Regions from separate parts of the Mus musculus genome. Here all the other regions are linked to region 1. Evidence: chromatin contacts called from public HiChIP or PLAC-seq and promoter capture Hi-C data. All regions are on one chromosome and are shown on one strand. The core of a region is the stretch at or near the end of the contact, and the rest is flanking DNA. Distances in the headings are between cores, read along the strand shown.

What was found. Promoter capture Hi-C pulls out the DNA fragments that hold promoters and counts their contacts. HiChIP or PLAC-seq counts read pairs in DNA pulled down with a chosen protein or histone mark.
Region 2: a promoter capture Hi-C map of pre-B cells shows a contact between it and region 1, with 2.1 times the contacts expected there. The contact joins the promoter of Ctr9 here to the promoter of Far1 in region 1.
Region 3: a contact with region 1 is called in an H3K27ac HiChIP or PLAC-seq map of thymic regulatory T cells, with 11 times the contacts expected there. The contact joins the promoter of Pik3c2a here to the promoter of Far1 in region 1. A contact is called at or near these places in 1 of 39 promoter capture datasets (pre-B cells) and 1 of 115 datasets of contacts at active chromatin or transcription factors (thymic regulatory T cells).
Region 4: a promoter capture Hi-C map of liver shows a contact between it and region 1, with 4 times the contacts expected there. The contact joins the promoter of Sox6os here to the promoter of Far1 in region 1. A contact is called at or near these places in 1 of 39 promoter capture datasets (liver) and 1 of 9 other capture datasets (adipose tissue).
Region 5: a contact with region 1 is called in a promoter capture Hi-C map of pre-B cells, with 2.3 times the contacts expected there. The contact joins the promoter of 1700012D14Rik here to the promoter of Far1 in region 1. A contact is called at or near these places in 4 of 39 promoter capture datasets (the C10 cell line, cranial neural crest, hippocampal neurons and 1 more).

What each region holds. Positions count from the first base shown.
Region 1 is chr7:113,512,416-113,515,115 of GRCm38.p6, forward strand. It overlaps Far1 (fatty acyl CoA reductase 1), which reads left to right and starts at 1,419. Exons shown (of 13, transcript NM_027379.4): 1 at 1,419-1,522.
Region 2 is chr7:111,027,568-111,030,267 of GRCm38.p6, forward strand. It overlaps Ctr9 (CTR9 homolog, Paf1/RNA polymerase II complex component), which reads left to right and starts at 1,384. Exons shown (of 25, transcript NM_009431.2): 1 at 1,384-1,614; 2 at 2,647-2,700. The coding sequence starts at 1,570.
Region 3 is chr7:116,442,151-116,444,850 of GRCm38.p6, forward strand. Pik3c2a (phosphatidylinositol-4-phosphate 3-kinase catalytic subunit type 2 alpha) reads right to left here and starts at 1,308. Exons shown (of 33, transcript NM_011083.2): 1 at 1,154-1,308.
Region 4 is chr7:116,030,477-116,033,233 of GRCm38.p6, forward strand. It overlaps Sox6os (SRY (sex determining region Y)-box 6, opposite strand), which reads left to right and starts at 1,503. Exons shown (of 2, transcript NR_152104.1): 1 at 1,503-1,691; 2 at 1,844-2,074. The region is part of intron 1 of Sox6 (SRY (sex determining region Y)-box 6); the gene reads right to left.
Region 5 is chr7:111,121,271-111,123,970 of GRCm38.p6, forward strand. 1700012D14Rik (RIKEN cDNA 1700012D14 gene) reads right to left here and starts at 1,405. Exons shown (of 3, transcript NR_015573.2): 1 at 1,113-1,405.

The sequences.
Region 1 (2,700 bases), core at 169-2,668:
CTTTTAGCCACTGAGTCTTCTCTCTAGCCTCGGTTTTTAGTTTTTGAATGACAGCTAAAGCCTGGTGTTGATTATAACCAGGATGCAATAGTTTTTTCCAAAATGATTGCACCGTGCATGAAGCACACAGCCCCACGAATCTTCTTCATACACCCGGGTAATCACCACCACATCAAGAAAAAACAGGTTCCCAGCTCATACATTGTAATGAGCATAGTTTTTTAGAAAAATGTTTTTTAGGCATGTAAAAATAGTGTAGTCAGGATCCCCACTACACTCAAGGCTGCACCTGATAACCATAACTCCGTACACCACTCACTCAAAGATAACAAGAGATAGTCCTAGAACTAACTCCACGATGCCCAGTGAACAGTATATAAGCAGAGACTAAGAGCAATGCTCTGCTCTGCACATCTGGAGAGATGCCACTTTGATCTGCCCTGTGGCTGGAGAATCTTTTCTAGGATCCTGCCCCTGGAATCAGAAATTTCTGTTTGAGACTGGACCTGACCTTCAGCCAAGATACATCGCATAGGTAAGCAGCCTCGGGAGATAGGCTTAGGACCGTAGTTAGGAATTCAGAGTGTTTATATTGTGTGAAGACCCAAAGCATAACTAAATAAAACTTGTTATACTAACTACGCGTATCTACCTTCTAGCTCGCGACACTCAGCAAGTTCCCGTGCACCCTAGCTCTCAGCACACGCCCCACCTTCCAACGCTGAAACTTCTCTCACTGTCCCTACATCTTGCACGGGATTGTCTTGAAGGAGGAAGGACTAGGTGGACAGTCTCTCGGGGAGGATGGACGCGGGCTCCAGTCCTCCCGATGGGCCCTTCAGAAGGTCCATACAGTGCTGGCTCCACATTCCGAAGGAACCAAGCTGGCAGTTATCAGGGAGGATCCTCACACTCAGTTAAGACCGAGGGTAGCCGGCCCCATCTGGGGAGCGCCAGGGTGCACGTTGGCAGTACTCAAGCACGCCGCGATGGCTGCGGGGCGGGCTCTCACGTCTGCCACTTGTCCCGCACCTTTTGCGTGGGCTGGGCTCCCGCGCCAGGGTAGTCGGGCGTGGCCCAGGGCGCGACCCTCCGGGAAGCGGGCGGCCGGGGGCGGCGCTGCTGAGCGGGGATGTGCGGCGCGCGCCCATTGGCTGCGCTTTCCCCGACCACACCGCCCAGCCGCCCACTTCCCGGCCTCTCTCCGCTCCCCCATTGGCCGTCCTGCCTGGGGGGTTTGGGGTGGGCGGCTGAAGAAGAGTGGAGGGTGAGCGGTTCTCCCGGGAAGAGTGTGAGCAAGAGCCAATCAGGAGCAGACGTGGAAAAGAGGCGCCACGCCAACCAGTCAGACCCCGAGGCGCGGTCGGGACCCGTGACGCCATAGCGCTCTCAGCCAATGGGCGCACCGCTGTCGGTCCGCTCTTCAGCAGCCGGTCGGGGGCGGTGAAAAGCGAGTGAGGAGAGCGCGACCACGGCGTAGCCATCGCTGAAGGGAGAGCGAGGCCCGAGCTTCCGCGTCGAGGTGAGCGGCACGGGCTCTGTCGCAGGCTCGGCCGCGGCCCCTCCGCACTTGGCCGCCGTTTTGCGGGAGTCCTAGGCCGGGCTGCGTTGAGGTGGGGCCTGCGAACCGCCCCGCCCCCGCCCCGCCACGGCCGCCTGGAGGCGGGGGCGCCTCCTCTGCTGGGACTGTCCCTGCGCGGCGTGGCCGGGCCGCCGCCCTCCCGACTGCCAGGGCCGCGGCGAGGGAGCTTAGAGGCCCCTGGCCTGCAACCCGGGGAGGCAGGGGTTCCGTCTGCGGGGGGAGGCCGCGCAGAGGCGGCCACGGTGGGGGCCCGAGTTAACGGAGGAGGGTGGCGGCCTGGGATTGAGAGGAAGAAAGTGATGGGAAAGGGGTGATGCTCTGGAGAGGGCGTCCAGTGAGGAGGCCCCTGCTCCAGAGTGGGATCGGCCTCTGGGAAGTAGGTATCAATGGCGTTGCGGAGAAATCAGCTGAGAGATGGAGAACTGGTTTGGGGTTTGAAGGTTAAGGTCTCTGGACCAATGGGGACAGGGCATGTGGAGTGTGAGAAGGTACACACAGAAACCGGAAGGTGTCCGAGGAGTGGATTTTAGATGAGGGGTGGATGGAGGCTGTCTGACTAGAAGGCGTTATTTGGTTTCTTGGAAAGTACACAAGGAACAGTCAAGGTGGATTTCTGTGTGCTTGCTCAAGGGTGGGGATCTTTTGTGAACAGTGGAGTGAGTTGGGAGTACAGAGTTGAGAGAGAGTATCTCAGGATGACAGCTCGGAACACTCAACGTAGCTACCTACTGAGGCTGATCATTAGCTCACCTTTATGCTGTCCCCTGGATGATCCATCTGATTGTTTAGCCACAGCTCACACAAACTTAGCTCTTAGAAGTAATGGGTATTAAGTATTCTTTGATTTTTTTTTTTTTTTTTTTTGGACTGGGAAATTGCTTAATTCTTAAAGAAAAGTGCTAAGGGCAACATTTAAAGAGTCTGGTTGGGGATGGATAATGGATGGGTAATATGACATGAGGATGGTGCAAGGTGTCTTACAAAAACAGAAGTGATACTGTGTGAATGTAGTTGTGCAGTTCTGAATGAGCAATCTTTTTAATGTAGTGGAATTTGTTTTATGCTTGTTGGGCAGTTGCTTTCACTTTTGAGACTAGTTTTGTAGTTAAATAAACAAA
Region 2 (2,700 bases), core at 134-2,633, 2.5 Mb before region 1:
TAGCTGAAACTAGGTTGGAGCTTGAAGCCAGAGAAGATGAAGAATCAAGAAAAGATGGCAAAGAGATAATAGTAGCTTTGGCTCAGCAGAAGAAATTGGGAGAAAGAGCAGTGAATATCTTAAAAAACACTGGCTAGCAGGGATGGAGGGGGGCTCTGTTTTGAGACAGGATCTCTCTATTCTGTAACCCCAGATTAGCCTGGAACTCCATGTATAGAGTAGAATGGCCTAAATTCAGCGCTCTCCTCCTGCTCCTCCCTCCTAAGAGTTGAGATTAAAGACATGTGCCACCACACCCAGTTAAACTAACCCTTTTTATTCCCCATTTGGGGGGGGGGGTTCGAGACAGGGTTTCTCTGTAGACCAGACTGGCCTCAAACTCAGAAATCAGCCTGCCTCTGCCTCCCAAGTGCTGGGATTAAAGGTACATGCCACCACTGCCCGGCCTATTCGCTTATTTATTAAGATCCTTCCCTTGTTTATTCCAAGCACAAGAAACTATTTAATACTCTTCTATAATGAAATCATGAGCTAAAATGTTTTTGAATTCTATAATTTCATTATTTAGGTTTAATAGAATTCTTTTGATTTTATTTAAATCAAACCTAGCAGTTCCTTTTCATTGTGCTCCTAAAGAAATATAAGTACATTAAGAAATATATATAAGCCAGGTGCCCAAGCATATGCCAATAACTGCAGCAGTCAGAAGGCTGAGGTCGGGAGTTTCAAGTCAACCTGGGATACAGAATATCTCAAGAAATAAACAGGGTCTGCAAAAAGTTGCCTGGCTCCAACGCTGTCTATCTGAGTTCGAGCCCTACGACCTTCAGAGTAGGAGAAAACTGATTCCCACAAGATGTCCCCTGCCCTCCATTTGCCACACCATCGCTCGCATGTATCCATATACAAATATGTAACGCAACAAATAAAAATAATAATCCGTGCATTATTACCATAACTTCAGAATTCACTGATTATGTCTATTTAAACTAGTCACAACGACATCACCAGTGTGACTTGCACAAACTGGCTGGGACAACACAAAACGACTGTAAAGCTGATAAAAGATTGAATTATCCCCCAAGAAGCTTAAGTGGCCGAAGAGGCAAGGCACCGCCCATAGAATTCGTCACCAGAGGCCCCGCCCATAGAGGCGTGGTTTCGCCTCACCACCACCACTCCCCGCTCCGGCGCGGGTCTGTGAGGAGCTCAGTTTGGACACCTTAGCGGCAGATGCCGCGTTCCCGAAGGCGCTCGGTCACCTACGGCTGACACAACAACAACCTCAGGACTATCAGTCTTTCCAAAGAAGGACGCATCAGAGCCGCCAGGCGGGCGGAGCTCGCGTGGGACACGCCCTACTGGTAGTGCTTCCGGGACAGGGGGCGGGGCCTCCGGAAGTGGCCGGTCGCGGTCTGAAGCTCGTTGTTTCAGCGGCGGACAGCAGAGGAGAAGCTGGTCTCCGGCAGCTCCGCTGGGTGTGAGGTGTGGTAACCTCTGTAAGGCTGGAAGCCGGGACTGCGATCTGCCGAGCGGCGGGGTGAGAAGCGCCTGCTTTCAGAGCTCACCATGTCGCGGGGCTCCATCGAGATTCCCCTCCGGGATACTGACGAGGTGGGTGCCGAGTGTGCAGCGGGGGAGGGCTATGAACTTGGACGATCCCAGCGCCGATTTTGCTCCGCTTGGTTTTTGGAGGGGAGAGCCGCAGCCGAGCTTCTCGGCCCAGGCACCACTCAGCTGGTCACCTTTCTGGCCGCAAGGACTTCGGGAAAGTTCGCCTGCAGCCTGCTCCTTGTTGACAGTCGGCTGTCTTCCGAGGCGCAGGGGTGTGAGCGCCGAGTAAACCTCACCTCTTACAGAGGGGAGTCAGTGCCCCAGGGGCTACCTGCTGCTCCAACTTGGGATTTGTTTATTTTTTTAAATCTCCCTGGGTATCTGAGAGACGGCTCTTAATGCCATGGAAGAAAAGTCTGTCAAGGCACACTATTAACACAGCTCTCTGGGCGAGATAAGGGGCCCGAGATTTAGCCGCTCCTGTGTGCTGATGGCAACGACCCACTTTCATCCATGGCGTGTGGTTTGTCCGAATAAAGCTCCAGCGTTGCCTCAGTCAGACTAGATTTTACACACTTTTATTTTCGATCGAGGTAGAATTCATTTCTAAAATATGGTGGTCTTGGGTACATTCCAGAATATTTTTCTTCTAATTGTTGGTGCCCACATTTTAGGCATGTATGTGACCCACGATACTGCCTCCGTGATTTAAGTGACCGTTGGTATTCAACTTTGCCTGTCCTCTGGGATAGAGTTTCTCAAGCTCTCAGACCTATGGCATCAGTGTTTCGTTGGCCTATGGGTTGTACAAGGTTTCATTTTGGTTTTGAGTAAGCAAGTCGTTGAGAATTTTATAGTTTTAGCGATGTGAAGAACGACCAACAGGATTTGCCTGCTTTTCTATGCTTTGACCAAACCAGACTACAACCTGTTTGCCATGTGTTTCCTAAATAGGAACATGTATTAATTAGTTCACTCCATTGAAAGTGAGTACATACCCTTTGTGTATGGGCATTGATGAGTATTCAAAACACGCAGAAGAGAGAAATTGTGAATTTAAAAAGGAAACGAAACGTTTATTCTGTGTTTTAGGTCATTGAACTTGACTTCGATCAGTTACCGGAGGGAGACGAAGTCATCAGCATT
Region 3 (2,700 bases), core at 58-2,557, 2.9 Mb after region 1:
AGGTGCTGTATTTATTATGTATCTATGTTAAAAATCACTTTGAAACTAAGTTTGAGTTAACAAATATCTCTCTCTCAGTTACAATGCTTTTCAGTATTCAAAACACTGAATGCCAAACTTGCAGGCAGTTTCAAAAACTTGAAAATTTCAACCAAGGCACTTCAGCGTGGTCTGTAACCTTGAATAACCAACTCCAATTACAGCAGAGCTACTTAACAGTTTCTCGTGGAGAAAGAACCATCAGGGAGGCAAGAGTACAAAGTCTTCCCTGGAACCAGTGTTCCAGGACCTCTGCGCAGCCTCTCTTCCCGAACACTACTTCACCAACCCCCTAAGAATAGCCTTTTATTTTCTGTCCTTGGCTTGAGATGTACCACATTCAGTGATCTCCCCCCCCCCCCGCCCCCCGCCCCGAAGGCAGTATTCTTCCTGACACCTACCTGGAAAGATTTAGGGATACTTTTTAAGAAGTAATCTTGTTCAAACAGGGATGCTTCCTTCGTGTCACTGAATTCAAACACCCACTGGCTAAAATAAAAATATACTAATTAGGACTTCACCTTCTATCAGGACAACACGGTGAAAGAACTACCGTATACACTCCCCTCCTCTTCAATTATTCCTTGTTCCTCAGTCACGCAGGAAGAGTTAAATATTCTTACTTTAATGCCCTAGCAGAAAGATGATGCACTAAATATACACAAATATCATTGCGTTCCCAAAGCAAGCAGTTTCTGGATTTTTGTTTTAAGGTAACGAGGTGAAGGGTCTCAGAAGAAAAAGAACCACCCGAGGCTCTAAAAACCGAGCTGGGAGAGGAGAAGGAAGAGGCCATAGCAGAAGTTCAACAGCCACTCTCCAGAACAGTCGGGACAGGAGCCTGGGACCGCCACCGCGGCTCCCTCGCTGTCCCGGGGGACCGTGGGGTGGCTTCCCCTCCCCCGCCCCCCGAGGGACAGCAGCGTCCGGCGGCCCGCGACAAAGGGGCCTGGCGCGGGGCGCTGGCGACCGTCGGGTGGGGGACGGGGCCCCGAGGAAGGAGTCAGAGAGGATGGAGTGACCAAGGGGCACGGCGGCCGGGTCCCTCCCCTCTGAGTCCCTCGGCGGCTGCGCAGAGCCAGGTCCCGCTCCGCACGCACCGGCAGCCCCTCACCTCACGCTGCGGGAGTCTTGGTCTTCACCGCAACCCGAGCCTTCGCGCCCTCCAAGGTCCGAGCCATGTTTTTCTCCCGCCTCAGCTGGCTCAGCCGGCCGCTGAGGAGAGCTTCGACTGACTCCGCGGCCAGCCGAGCTCTGCACGTCACTTCCGATGGTGCAAGCACCGCCCCCGTACTTGAGCGCCTTGCGATTGGCCGACGCGGATGGCCTACCTGAGATGGCGGGCGGGGCGCAGGCGGAGCCTGAAAGGCAGCAGCGGGGAGGTTGCGGGATGGAGTGTGGTTGCCCCGGGGAATGGGTGTCTTAGGCGCGGCCGGCCGGGGGCCTCTCGGGGAGGCTACCCCGGGACTCCTCCTGGCCGGCCTCGAGCTCCGAAGCGCCCTTTGTTCCCGGGCCCTGTCCCAGCACCGCGCGCCTCTGATCTCTGGCTTGCGGTTGCCTGGTTTGAGGTTTTGGCCCCAGGCCGCCCAGAGATTAGCTTGGTTTGGAAGACAGAAAAGAACAGTCAAGACGAAATCTTTCATTCCCTCCAGCGGTCGGCGAGCTCTCGCGGACGTTCAGGTGCTTCGAAGTTTGCATTAGCTCGTCGTGTGGGCCCTGGAAAGGGCTGGATGCGTGCGTGCGGCGTTCTCGCCTTGGTGTTTGCTGACAGCCCCGCCGCGGCCAGGTGGGCAAGGTTAGCCCGGTAATAACAGCGCTCGGCCAGACATCACACCCAGGCCCCATAGTAATCATACCTTTCTCGTGAGCGCGGACTGCAATTGGGCTTGTAAAGAGTTTAGCGCTCTGTTGTCTGATTCAAAACTGTGAAGCAGATGGGAGAATTATTCCCGTTTTACAGATTGCAAAAGACGACTGTCGGTAACTGTCGGAGGAGAGGAATGGCAACGTAAACTGGCAGAGTCTGCTTGGGTTTTGGGATTTCGAAGTGTATTCCCAGCATTTCCCCCTTTCCTTTAGTAAGGGAGGAGAGACCTCTGATCCTTTTGGTTTAAATAAACACGCTTGCACTTCTAGAGGCTGGATGAAGTTCTGCTTTAAGGGGAAGCGGGAGAAGGGGGCAGGGAAGGAGGGCAGGGAAGGGAATATGAGAATGTGGCATCTTCCTGTAGTCCAAGCTGAAGCTAAGACAGGAGATTACTCTAAAGCTCAGCAGTTCAGGACCTGTCTCCAAAAACAAACAAACAAACCTAGCTCAGTGGTAGTGCACCTAAGTAGGTTTAGTCTCCAGCACTAGCTGAAAGCAAAAGGAAAGGCTATTCTAGGGAGAAGTCTAGGAGCAACTTCTGGCTGTACCACCCTCCCTCCCAGCCCCTAGCTGTCTACTAGCCCCACCTCCACGCAAGCTTACACACCCCAGAAGAATGTCCCTTAGGAATCTGCTCAGCTCTACAGCATTGTTCTGCTTTATCTTCTCATCAAAGGAGGAATTTATACACTTGGCAGCTCTTCCTCAAGATTTAAAAGGGTGAGGAAAAGGAATTCTCTCAGGACTGGCTTCCTACCTTCTGCTGGAAAACAGAGTGTGCCTTTAGGAAAGAA
Region 4 (2,757 bases), core at 253-2,752, 2.5 Mb after region 1:
CAGATTCTCCAGGGCAGCATGTGGGTAGGATGTGGCCAGGTTTGTTCTGTTTCCCCTTTCCCCATCCAGTCTGCAACCTGCCGCTGATGTTGGGTACCTTCTCCTAACCAGCACTTGCCCCTTAGCTGAAAACTACGAAAAACTGGAGAAGGAGAAAAGGCAAAAATCAAAAGCGAGATTTCATGGTCAGTCTTCCTAGCCAGGGCCTCTCCAGGCTCTCCTGGCCGGTTAGGCTTCCCTTGGGAATCCTGTAATCCAGAGCTGAACTGAGCTACTCAAGTCAGCCAAGCCCGTGCCTATGGGCCTTGGGGATGAGGTGCTGAGTACGCAGGCTAATTATACATGTGGCATTTGGGCAGCCAACTGTCCAGTTGACACCTTACCTTATGAGGAAGCGTCCTCCCCACCAACTGTTCAAAACAAAATGCCATCTCGGGATCAGCTTCGCCTGCTCTGGGCCGGTTCAGGGTTCCCTCTCCTACCGCCTCTCGCCTCTCCAACCTAACACAAGAATGTGGCCTAGGGAGGCCAGTCGCAGGCAGGCAGGCCCGCCAGGGTTGGGGGGACAGGCGGGGCGGGCCTTGCCAGGTGTCTGTCCTGTCCCCCCTCACTGTGGACCAGCTCGGGAACGTAACCACTTGACCTTTTTATTCACCGAACCCACCTTCTAGAAATAGACTGGGCGGGGCTGTGTCTGTTCTCGGACCAGGGGGAAAACCCGGACATGTGACTACAAAGGACAGAAGAGAGGAGACCCTGGTGGGCGGGGGGAAGGGGCATTCTCTCCACTGGGTTGCTGGCTGGGCGGTTCCGTGAGGGCCAAAAGCCAAGCCACTGGAGTTCACCCTGGAGCCCAGCGTCCAGGACCGAGAAGTCACCAGAACTCCCTCTCAGACATTGAAACTGGAGGTCCGGAGCCCAATCTATTGTGCCGCTGGGACAGTTTCGGACTATCTTGAGACTGAAACTTCAAGTGCGGCCCTTACAGGAGGCAACTCGCAGAAGCAGCCTAGAACAGCCCATCTTGCTAACTAGCAGCCCTGCCAGCCCAGTAAATGACTTATTTTAGACCACAAACTGGAGTCGCTGCCGATAACTGGTCATTCACACAAACAAACATTTTCAAACTTGGTCAGAGTCAGACAAGCTTAAATAAAACTCATAATACGCCGGAAACGACCACCTTTTATCTATCCGAACACACCAATTCTTTTTATCTTAAAGCTGCGCGGACCCGGAGCCAGTCTGTCCTCCGCAGAGCCCGGCCGTTCCTTTGCATTTGCAGCAGTTCAGCCCCAGCAGCCTTTGCACAAACCCGGGTCCTTCTTCGTACTGCCCTTTAAGGGAGAAAGCCGAAAGCAGCTCCCCCGGGGCAGGCGAGCCTCGCCAACACCGCCTCCCGCCCAGGGCCCAGCCGGTGCTCCGAACATCGGCCCGCAGCGGGCAGCCAGTAGCGGGCCGGGCAGAGAGCCTAGAGGGACGAAGGTTGCGGGTCAGGCTCTGAGCCGAGGGTGCCGGCTGAAGCGCAGAGGACCTGGAAGCCGAACCCGCGCGAGCCTTACGGGGCTGTCCCTCGCCCACGCCGTCAGCGGGCCAGCCTGCGCAGCAAGCGTGCTGAGCAAAAAGGACCACCGTTGGGTTGCAAACTGCCTTGGAGTTCGGTTTGTGTACTGCTGAGAGGACCATTAAAAGTAAAGTGCAATAGTGGAGGGAGCAAGGGGAACTGGAACTCGAGCGTCCCGGGAAAGTCGTGGGAAGCCCCGGTGGTGGAGGGCGAGGAGGGAGCGCGCGGCTTCTAGCCACCCGGGTTTTCTTTAATCCTCCGGGTAAATTTCACCCCTAGCGCGGAGAGCTACGAAGATCCTGGAGTCCCGCCCGCCCTAGGCCAGCGTCAACCCCACAACTAGCCAACGATCCCAGTCCGAAATGGGGGAGGTTCAGAAGCCCTGCGGGTCCTCCCGGCCCCTGAGCCACAGCCTGGCTAACACTGACGCCTCTTAGAACTGCGGCGGCGCAGTCACACGGCAAATCGACACTTTTCAAGAAAACAAAATATTCATTCTCTAACAAAACTAACTTCGCATTGAGTTTCTATTGGGGGAGAGGGGTTAACTCGGCCCTAAAGGAAGCCCGTTTTGTCCAGGTTAGATTTTGTCTACTTATGGATCAGCCGTTGGGTGAGGGTTTAATTTATGGCTTATGCATTCTTTTAAGGTCGATTTACATGACCTCCGGCTACAACTAAGATTGCCGAAGAGGGCACTCCAGTCGTCAGTCGGCCAAACCCACAATTACAACAGCCCTCCCCCACCTTCTGTGGCTCAGACTCCCCTGGCAATCTAAACTGTTCTCTCTCTCTCTCTCTCTCTCTCTCTCTCTCTCTCCCTCTCCCCCCTCTCCCCCCTCTCCCCTCTCCCCTCTTCCCCCTCTCCCCTCTCTCCCCTCTCTCCCTCTCCCCATCCTTTCCTCCTCCACCTTTCTCTTGTTTCTTCTTTTTTATGACTTTACTTTTTGATATTATGAATAACATAAAATATCACTTTGAAAGTTTCGCTAAAACTTTCTCAAAACCCAAGCAAGCATGCCGCGATGAAAGATCCAGTGTTCACAAAGCCCTCAAGATGTTGCCCTCTTGTGGGTACAAAGGGCATTGCCATCCAAGAGCCCCATCTGAACCCTAAGCTGGAGAATAGAAAGAGCGAGGGAAAGGGAGAGAGGGGAGGAAGAGGAGAGAGAGGGGAGGGGGAGGGAGAAGGA
Region 5 (2,700 bases), core at 155-2,654, 2.4 Mb before region 1:
GTGGGTGGTGGTGGTGGGAATAAAAACCAACTGAGTTTTTTTTTTTTTTTTAAATACAGCCCCATTTCAATATCTCTAAAACTAAAAACTCAATCTAAAGTGGAATCAGATATGCAAGTGTTACATGACATATGCTGTTACTATAACCAGTCTGTCCCCGATCTAACAATTAATGCTTACTGAGTAACTCTCTTATTTTCTGTGGCCTGTTAGTATCTGTGCCCAATTCCTCATAAAGGTTAATTCATCTAATTGTCAAGAACCTGAGATTATCAACGACTGCATTTTAGAGAAAGATACAGGGAAGTTGGCACCTGCTAGGTTAACACATTTAGTCAGTGAAGAATGAACAGAGTTCCCAAACTGACTGTGCAGCCCACGTGCCTCGACAGTACTTGGGAGTTTTCTACTTCATCAAGCATAACGAGCATTTGGTACTAGAGGTTGGTGTGTGTGTACAAACAGATTGCCAGCGTGTTGTAACAGGCGAAGGCAGCAATCTTAAACTAGGCAGTAGTTAGAAAACCTATTCCTTAGCAGTGGACTCTCCTTCCAGCCTCGATTTAAATTTAGCAAAACAGAGAGCTTCTCGGAGCCACTGGTTCACCATAAAATGAAGTTTCCCCACCTCGTTGTCAAGTGGGCACAAAAAAAAGTAGCTTTGTTTTCTTAAAAGGGCCCCGTATTCCTTTCTCTTCTGAGGTACATCCCAGCAGCTCTTGGGGACAAAGCATCTGCCCTCCTAAGTTTCCAGTTCCTTTCAGGGAACACTAGGGTCTCCCCTTAGGGGCCTTTTGCTGCCAGGCGGCCCTAGGTGTGAACGGGAGCGCAGGCCAATCGCAAAGGTTAAGAAGCAGAAGGGGCCGGGCAGCTCCACTAGGACCTAGAAGTATTTCAACGCGGTCACTTCGCCCTGCGGCCAGTGACAGCCATCCCTCCGGGCCAGGCGTGCACTGCTCGCAGAGCACCACGCCCCCGGAGGCATGCTTCTTGCCCTAGCCTACCAGTGGGTGACACAGGATTCCTCTCGCCCCAGGAATGTCGACTGTGCCATCGACATGAAGTCGTGTCAACACACCCAACACCTTTCCACTCCATCTCCATCGCCCTACCGTCTCGGCTGCGGCTGGGCTGCAGAGCCGCGTCGCGGTCCCCAGCCGAGCACGAGACCGCCATTTTAGACAGCTCAAGGCAGCGGCCATTTCGGAGCGGCCCACTCGCCGGTGGCTCAGCTCACCTTCAGCGAGGGTCTAGGGCCAGTCGTCGGGGACTGGAGGGAGGAGGGAGAGATGAAAAACAAAACAGAGGAGAGGAGGACGCGGGACGGGGTGATGCTGTCAACTCAGGGATACCGCCTAAGCCACCTCAAAGGGCCCCGACTCTCGGACGGCGCGGCCTGAAGTCTGAATTCAGGGACTCTTAGAGCTCCACTGCGGCCAGACGCGATGGTCTGCAGGAGCGACTTCGCCGCTGTCCAATCAGCGACAGAGCTCATCCCTACCGCCAATCCGCGCTGAGCAGCGAGGCGGGACTAAGAGCCCAAGTTTGGTTGAGGCGCGGTGTGACCTGGGAGCCGCCTAGCCGGCTCTGGGCTCCGGGCTGGCGGGCGAAGCCATTGTTTTCTGAATTCCCCGGCACGCCGTGGGCCTGGCGCGGGTTTAGAGAGCAGATTCCGGGGCTCCTCCAGTTCCACGTGGCTGATGCTGACAGACAGATGGCGGCCCAGTCGGCATTTCCCTCAGCTCTGTCGCTCTGCAAGGACTGCTGAGACAGCTATGGATCCTGAGCTCGCCAGCCTAGGCTGATGGTGGCCCGGTCACTCAGTGCTTGGAAGCGGGAAGAAAAAACTCACCTTACTCGGCGTGCATAAACCTTTACCAGCCGGGGGGTTAGGCCAGGCCAAGGGCACGCCTGATGTTTGGCCTCCCAGGTGGCCCAGCAGGACGAAAGGGAAAATCCTTAGAACTCTTCTTTTTCTGAGGTTTACCTCAGCGTTACCAACTCATCTCTGTTGGGTGGGCTGGCAACATTTGGGTGTTTAAGCCATCTATCCCCGTTCTCCCTCTTTTCCAAAAGGGCATGGCCAGGCTTGAGGTCCTGTGTGTAGGGATTAAAAAGCATGTGCCACCATGCCCCGCGAAGCCTAACCCTTAATAGTAGTTATCAGGACTGATGGCAGTCATCAAGCTTCAGTATAATTTTGGAATAAGATTTTGTTTATTATATATTTTTATATATGTCCCCAATGTGAACTTCACATACCTGGTTTGTGTCTTTGTAAATTGGAAAAAAAACTCAAAAATAAGACAATGGGAAGAATAATTAAACATATTCGTGTTTAATTAAAGACTAGGATTTAACTTAGGCTCTATATGCTGACGAGTCTACTGTTCTTGAAACATACAGATTTTTTTCTGTTAATTGCTGTGTCAAATTATAATTTATTATATATTTATATACAGTTATGATTATAATATATGTTGGTTGAGAGAAAAATACAGGCAATGTAGGACTCAGCAAATAAAGATAATAATACTGTTTATAGAGTGCACTGTAGGAGCCAGGGGCTGTTTTATGTACTTTTTGTTTTGTTTTGATATTTGAGACAGGGTTTCTTTGTGTAGCCTTGGCTGCCCTAGAACTTGCTCTCTAGACTAGGCTGGCCTTGAACTCATAGAGATCTGCCTGCCCCTGCCTCCT